2 separate regions of the Drosophila melanogaster genome follow, and region 1 is linked to region 2. The links are chromatin contacts, called in public Hi-C maps. All regions are on one chromosome and are shown on one strand. Each heading gives the region's core, a stretch centred on a gene start, on an enhancer-like site or on the middle of the called end of the contact. The rest is flanking DNA. Distances are from core to core; before and after follow the strand shown.

The links. A called contact is a pair of places that touch in the nucleus more often than the background predicts.
Region 1: a Hi-C map of the S2 cell line shows a contact between it and region 2, with 2.0 times the contacts expected there. The contact joins the enhancer-like site here to the promoter of Actbeta in region 2. A contact is called at or near these places in 13 of 107 Hi-C or Micro-C datasets (the Kc167 cell line, the ML-DmBG3-c2 cell line, the S2 cell line and 5 more).

The regions. Positions count from the first base shown.
Region 1 is chr4:1,248,868-1,253,327 of dm6, reverse strand. It overlaps Cadps (Calcium-dependent secretion activator), which reads right to left. Exons shown (of 23, transcript NM_001031858.2): 17 at 2,445-2,557. Among named protein-coding and RNA genes, the nearest start is that of Cadps, 20 kb to the right of the region's middle. Within about 2 kb of position 2,132, at least 17 of the 39 cell types and tissues checked have an H3K27ac peak or open chromatin away from gene starts, as enhancers often do. A contact at or near this core is called in the S2 cell line and eye imaginal disc, where this site is marked.
Region 2 is chr4:1,083,010-1,087,140 of dm6, reverse strand. It overlaps Actbeta (Activin-beta), which reads left to right and starts at 2,345. Exons shown (of 6, transcript NM_143685.3): 1 at 2,345-2,527; 2 at 3,868-4,131. The coding sequence starts at 4,015.

The sequences.
Region 1 (4,460 bases), core at 883-3,382, 170 kb before region 2:
GTTGTGTACAGCGATAGATAGGAAAGTGGGCAAAAAAATAAAACGTGTCGGCTTGGCTTGTCTTTTTGAAACCAAACATTATTAAAGTCCTGTTATTATTGTATTTGTGTTAGGCATCTCGAACACGAAAATAAAAAATTTTTCGTAGATTTCTTCGACTGTCAATACCGACCTAACTTTTCTTAAAAGCAAAAATTTTTGTGCATATCTATCGAAATTGAAAGACAAATAATAAAATGAAAAATTTCAACACATTTTGCAAAAGGTGACGGTGTTTAATTGTAGAAAATATAACAAGAAATTGTTCCAAATTTGAAAACAAACGCTGCGTCCATGTCTCTAGAACCTGTATGCTGAATCTCAACGGTCTAGCTTGTATACTTCCTGAGATCTCGGCTTTCATACAGACAGAAGGACATGGCCATGGACTCGGTTATTGACACTGATCAAGAATATATATAAATGCTCAAAAGCATTACAGAACTGCCACGCCCACACTTGTGAAAAAGTTCTTTCCCAATTTCTATCGATATAACATAACATTTTGTAATTGCTCGTTTGCACTTTCATTAGTTGAGTAACGGATATCTGATAATCGGGGAACACGACTATAGCGTTCGCAATTTACAATTTATTTTTTTCAGTGTCCTACCGTTTTCGAACATATAAGGAATTCTGCCTTTTACATACTTTTCAAAGAATCTAGTATACCCTTTTAATCTACGAGTAACGGGTTTAAAAACAGGAACACATTTTTCAAGAGTAGGCGGTGCAGTTTTGTTCCGCATATGCGCCTTCGAGTGGGCGTGGCAACGTTTGTTGTCATGTCGGTAAGAAATAGCAAGACAAATAATAGTATGAAAAATTGTAGAATAGAAACATTTTTCAAAATAGTGGCTGTGTCATTTTAAGGCGCTTTATGGGCGTTAGTTAGAATAATATCGGTTTATGTTTGATTAAAATCAGACGACTATATAAAATAGCTTTCATAGGACTATACATTTGGAAATTTATTTGTAATGTCAGAAAAGAAATTGTAGTTTTATTGTTTTTATCATAAATTGTTCTCAATTTTTTCGTATATTTCTACGACTGCAACATACCGCCCTAACTTTTCTTAAAATATTTACGTTTAAAAGTTATTAAGAAATAAAAACGGTTACTTGTATCACTTTTAAATATTTGATATCGCCATATAAGTAGAAATAAGCAAATAGAAAAATGAAACTAAAAAATTCGAATAAATTTTTGAATGTGTAGGCGTTTATGGGCGTTAGATTTAGAGTAATTTCGGTTTATGTTTGATTAAAATCAGACGACTATATAAGTAGCTATATATGTACATCGTAAATTTATTTGTAATGTCAGAAAAGAAATTTTAGTTTTATTGTTTTTGTCATAAATTGTTTTCATTTTTTCGTAGATTTCTACGACTGTAACATACCGCCCTAACTTTTCTTAAAATATTCTCGTTTAAAAGTTTTAAAGTTAAAACGGGCACTTTTATCACTTTTAAATATCTGATATCGCAATATTAGCAGAAATTGGCAAAAAGATAAATAAAACTAAAAAATTCGAATACATTTTTGAATGTGTTGGCGTTTATGGGCGTTAGATTTAGAGTAATTTCGGTTTATGTTTGATTAAAATCAGACGAATATAAAAAAAAGCTGTCATAGGACTATATATACCAGAAATTTATTTTTAATGTCAGAAAGGAAATTGTAGTTTTATTGTTTTTATAAATAAATTATAAATAAATTGTACTCATTGGCTTGACAAATCTAGCTCCTTTCTTGATTCTCTTTTTTTTTATCGATTTTTCTATGATCAGTATACTAATTTTATATAGATCTAAGAAACCCTAATTTTTGAAGAAACTTTTTGCAGATATTTTTTTTTTGTGTTGCAGGGGTGTGAAGTCTTTACTGATGATAATATAAATTAAAACATATTCTAACTAAGTACATGTACCATTTGGATTATCGCACCAAATAAATCTAATACCATTTAATTAGCTTGTTATATAAATTTGGTATTGAAATGTAAATGTAGAGAAATAGTGGACTGGGGTATAATCATTCTTTAGTCACTTAATACACAAAAAGCACAATTTTACATATGTAAATAACAAAAAATAACCAGTTAACCACATCAAAGTCGGCGTGTAACATGTATATTATACATAGATTTGGTTAAGTTACGACATTTATGTAAAATTACAGTAAACACCAACTGGACACGGTAAAAGCACAACTAAGTTTGGTACTTAAACATTTAAAAAAAAATTACAATTGTTGTTTAAGATATTATATACTTTTTATTGTGGGATGAATAACACCGAAAATATAAGGATGATGGTAATGAAAGGTATATCATTAAAACAAAAAATGTATGAAAAAACATATGAAACCGAACTATTTTAATAAAAAAATACAACTTACTTCTCCGTAATGTTCCTCATTTTGTTGCAACAAATCAACACAAAGTTCTGCTAAGTGTATTAAGTCCTCTAGTTTTTTTGGGGCCGGAACAATAACGTCTCCTCGCAAGTCCTCTGTGTGTAAGTTAAAAAGAGTTACGTCGCCAGCTTTAATTATTTATATGCGAAATACGTCGTCTTAGTTATAAATTTATTAAAAATTTTTATGTGCTATGAGCTGTGCTATAATTAACCGATTTTATTGTATATATATATATATATATATATATACCAAAAATGGAGATACCAAAACTGCTGGTGCATGTAGACGCTTATATTATTGTTAAAAACGACAGTTTCTGCTATTCTGCTTCTTTTAAACTATCCACTTGAACCTTTTTCGATAAATGTTTTTGTTTAATATTAATGTAGTTTGATTGTCAAAACGATATATATCTCATAAATCCCATAGGCCGGATCAAGAAATAAGAGCGAATGCTATAGTTCCCGACTATCAGATACCCGTTACTCAGCTAGTGTAATTTCATAATTTTTCTGGGATATCGATAGATATTGGGGAATAAAATGAGAAAACATTTAAAAATTGTTCAAACGCAAATCGATAGAAATTTAAAAGACTAATAAAATTATTAATAAAATATCCAACAATTTTTCAAAAATGTGGACGTGGCAGTTACACGACTAATAAAATTTTTTTTTAGAAAAATATCAAACAATTTTTCAAAATGTGGGCGATGCAGTTTCTGGCGGTTTGCGGGCGTTAGAGTGGGCGTGGCTACATGTGTCAACAAACTTGCTCGACGTCTTTGTCTCTAGAATCTGTATGCTTAATCTCAACCTTCTAGCTTTTATAGTTCCTGATATCTCGACGTTCATACGGACATCGAATAGCTCCTATAAACAATATTTCAATTCTGATAACTTTTAAAGATCTGTAATATAAACAACAGTAAAACGAAAAACTAGAGATAACGGTTGTAACATTCAATAGGCTTATATATGACGAGGTATAAAAGAAGTTATGTCTGCGTTCACTTAAAATGGTAATGCTGTTGTAAATTAAGTCGACGACCAAATTAATGCAAAATGTGTACAAAATTGATGTGAAACCGAATTTAGTTTAAGCTATTATTTAAAGCAACAATTAGCCAATAAGCTGAAGACAAAAGGCCCCGAGCACATTTTGAAATGAATAGGAAATGATAACGAACTTTTATTCTTCTTGCTGTGTGCGCCTAGTGGAGGTGGTATTTATTGCCCAAAACTCTCAAAACATTAAACATTGTATACCGTAAGCTCATAATTTTTTCAATACTTTTAAGTAGACAATGATTCACACAATTTTGGTGCATTGCGAAATGTTTACTAAATAAATAGTGGTATTCTGACAGCCTTAGGTTTCCGACAATAACACGAACGAACAGAGAATCGGACATGACCAGATCGACTCAGCTAATGATCTTGAATATCCAAGAATTTATATTTTATAGGGTCTAAACCGTTTCCTTTTTCCGTTAAGTACTTTTCAACCAATTTACTATATTATAATATAAAGGGTATCTAATGATAAATCCTTAATTGAAATACGTGAGTTTGACAGTTTTGGTTGGTAGAATAGGGAAGGCAATATTTACTACTCAAGTAAGCGGTATAAAACTGAGATCCATGTCGGCATCATATTCTGTTATACTTTAGAGTATTTGGTTGGTAGAATAGGGAAGACAATATTTACTACTCAAGTAAGCGGTATAAAACTGAGATACATGTCGGCATCATATTCTGTTATACTTTAGGGTATTTGCTTCAAGCTCGGCTTTTATTAAAATGCTAAAATAACAGGGTATTTGATAGTCGGGGAAGTCGACCTTAGCATTCTCTGTTGTTTTGAATTAAATCAGTTGCTTTGCCCATTTCTATCGATATGCCGAAAACATTTCGGCCTCGCCGCTGTGACCCCTAAAATTTATAGCGAAGTTATGTTTTAAAAATTATTTTTTTTGTCGAAATCGCATATGCT
Region 2 (4,131 bases), core at 1,096-3,595:
GTTAGACCGAACCGGAAAAAACCTACCCTTCGATCGCGCCTCTGTTAATTTTCCTTTCTGCTTATATATACTCCTTACGTGGTTAATTCGTGCATTAGTACCAAAACTGGTGTTAAGTCACTAGCAAAAGTTCAATGATCTTAAATATTATTATTATGTTATTATATATGTATGTATTTATATGAAGAATTCTGACCAATATAAGCTCTAAAAAAATATTCGAAAATTTTTTTTAGTAGCTTTTCATTTAGAAGGCTTTTCTTTGGTTATTCCGCATGCTAAACGGTGGGTAACTATTTGTGTTCATATGTGTGTATGTGTGTATATGTAAGTATATAAATATTTTTGTAGAATTCGCCTGGTAGCTTTTGATATAAACAATCGGTATTCATATGTTTTGGTATGAAATTCGGTATTTCAATCGTGGCTCGTGGCTTTTCACGGTCTGCAAGCCAACCGAGACAGCTTTTCCGCCGTTTCTTTTGGTTGTTTTTGGCTGCTAGGTACTGGAAATGCTACTGCTGTATATATTATGTTATGTACTATTTATTTATACTACTTACTTTGTTGGTATACTCTTTCCCGGAATAATACATATAGTTATTTCCGGAGATTTTCGGGAGCCGAAAGTTAATACATACAGACAGAAGGGGCTTTAACAAGTCGATAGCACATAAAACCAGAATAACATGATATCGGCAAACTAAGGTTTATATACTCTTCCAATTAAAACAATGTCTTGGATAAAGTTTTTTAACCCGTGCCACTAACGTAGACGACCGATACATGCCAGTCAGTCCCCTTGTCCGTCGGTCCATCTTTATAAAAGTCAAAACCTATAAAACTATAGATATCAAAAAATTGAAGTTATCCGTCCAGATTCTAGTAACTCCTACGAGGCTTTTGCTTGTATCAAAACGTAAATTATTTATTTGTTATGTCTATGTACATGTATGTATATGATGAAAACAACCAACAACAAAATATTCGTATTCTATTTCTAGTTTGATGCAATCGTTTCGAAGGAAGTAAAAAGTAAATGTAGCCAATAATTGTAGGTATTCCGGTGAAGTTACGTATACATCCTCTTTGTTCTTTCTGTTAAATATTCTTCAGAGAGTACGGTTTACCCTTTTTTTGTTAACAAGTAAAGGATAAAGAAATATTATCTGCTGGGCTTTTCCTTATATCGATTTGCATAACTAAAATCAGCAAAATAATAGAATACTTACTCGAATTTCACATTTGGAAAGTATGTAACAACCAGAAGGAAGCGTTTCCAACCATATAAAGTGTGATCAGGATCAATAGCCGAATCGATCTGGCCTTGTCCGTATGTCCGTGTATCCGTGTGTCCGTCCGACCGTCTGTCCGACCGTCTGTTCGACCGTCCGTCTTTCCGAATGAACTCGAAATCTCATGTACTGTACGTAAACGTAAAAGCTTGAGATCAGCATACAGATTCAAGCGACATAGACGCAGCGCAAGTTTGTTGACAGATGTTGACACGACCACTCTAACGCCCACAAAGCGCACAAAACTGGCACGCCCACATTTTTGAACAATTTGTGGATAGTTTTTCATAATTTCATCTAACGCCCACAAACTGCACAAAACTGCCACGTCCACACTTTTGAAAAATGTTTTTATATTTTCTCATACATACTTTTTCATACAAGACTAATAATCTTGTAAATTTCTATCGATCTGCAAAAAACATTTTTGCCACGACCACTCAAAGCGCTAAAATCGACCAAAACTGCTACTCCCACGTTTATGAAAATGTATTGGATATTTTTCATAATTTTATTAGTCTTGTAAATTTCTATCGATTTGCCAAAAAACGCCCAATATAAAGCCCGCAAACCACGAATAACAGGTATAACAATTTTTTCCCATTTTATTTCCCCCTAATATCGATATCCCAGAAAAATGATGAAATTTTGCGTTCGCATTCGTACTAGCAAATGAATATAATATTAATATTTATATCTTGATTTGAATCTAACTGAATTGGACGTAAAGTTTTACAGATAAATCTGTTAATGTTTAGGCGCACATAGATCGACACAAGATCGACTGCTAATTTGGAATTTTGGGTAAACGATTCCATCTACGCTTAACAACATTTTTATTTATTAGTTACGATTACGATTTAAAAATGATTTAGGTTATTGAAATTCATCCATTTGAATCTGCCGACTTTTTAATCGTGAAAGGAAGCATATATCGATAGCATCGATATTCTTTCTAATTTGAATGGCAACAGATATTTCTGGTGCAAATATGGCAACGCTGAAATATTGTTATTTTCAAGAAAGCTTTTGAAAAGCTTAAAGTGTCATCTTAGTTTCACAAAGTATGCAATGTCATTTAGCAACCAACGGAGATACAAAATATTGTTTCCGTGCTAAAAGGAAAAGCATAATACATTTATAAATCGTGAAAATGTGATAGTGTCCCTAATATTTCTCGTGAAGAAATATATTTACTTAGTTGAAAATTTATTGTTTCTAAAAAGAAAAAGGTGATACATATTGTTACATACACTGATCATAAGCCTATACACATAACCACCTTCCTTCTTACATATGTACAAATTTTTTTGTTGAACGCATGCTTTTAATTCCTCTTCATCCCTTTCCGCTGCTAGGCTTCTAAGTAACCACCATTCAGGCGTAGGTCTTTTCATCTGGACACAGTCTGTGTGTCGCCTTGAGTTCTTCAGAAGGGACGGATGAGTCTGTCTGTCCGCTTCTGTTGGTGCATGGTATGAAGTATTTCTGGCGTAATAATAACTGTGCCATCCGAAGCTCGGCGTCAGGTTTAGACTAATTTTAATGTGTTGTACCCTTTCAAAGTGTATATTGATTTAAGTCAGTTTCTTGCAACGCAGTAAAGGAGACAATTACGACCACACGAAGAATATATGTTCATCTGTATGGCTAGCAGTAAGAGCCGTAACCGTCCGTCCGTTTCAACGCAAACTGGTTCAATTACTGGTTAATTATCAAGTAAACAAGTATTCGGAGAATATATCATTTAAGATTTGTATACCCGTATATATATTCCCTTACTCGTAGAATCAAAGGGTATACTATATACGTTAAAAAGTAAGTACCATGTAGAAGGGAGCATTGCCGAGCATACAAAGTATATACAGGGTGCGGCAGCATAATTTCCTTTTTCAGAACTCAATGAAAACTATTGTAGGCATCGGAAAAAATTTATTTTTTTTTATATTGTACGTACATGTCATATTTTTTGAAGATGAAATCTGATAGGTGACGTCCCCCATTCTCCATACATTGCGTAAACCGATTTCTGGCGTTTGTCGTGAGTCTTGTTAGCATGGCAGGTGTTATGATGGCAATTTCTTCTTGGATGTTGGTTTTCAAATCTTGTAGGGCTCTTGGACGGTTCACATAAACACGGGACTTCAAAAAACCCAATAGAAAAAAATCACAAGGGGACAGATCGTGCCGGCCATTCCAAATCGCCTCTAATTGAGATAAGGCGCTCTGGAAAGTGTTCCCTCAAAACAGCCATCGATGCTCTTGAAGTATGTGCTGTTGCACCGCCTTGTTGGAACCAATTTTTGTATATAAAAAACACTTTGGCCACAAAACGAGCGAAACGGTCACGCCCACATTTTCAAACAAATTTAAAACTTTTTCGTATCTTTTTGCACAATATTTATAAATATCCCTGAAAAATTATGAAACTTCGCATCGGGGAAGTCGACTATAGCTTTCTCCGGTGTTTTTAATTTATTTGCCAATTTGTAGCCTCCTCTCTTGTTTAGTGTCCATATTAATTTCCAGTTAGCTTACCACTTATCTAATCGAAAATTTGTATTTTGAACAGGCAGACGAAATGAACGACAGAAAGGAAAGGAAAGGAAAAAGATTTGCAATGATTAAAAAAATATTTACCAGAAAAATAAAATTGACAATACTTGTACCACGTTTCTAAGGGACAGTGCCTGTACTACACGCTTGCCATATATCAAAGATGCGATTTGCCTTCGATTCTAATCATTCGCAATCGGGGGCGCCATTCAAAGGCAGCAGGTGTTTCTTTAATTGTCAATGCATCTGCTGTCGCCAAGGATGCTGCGTTGTGGTTGTA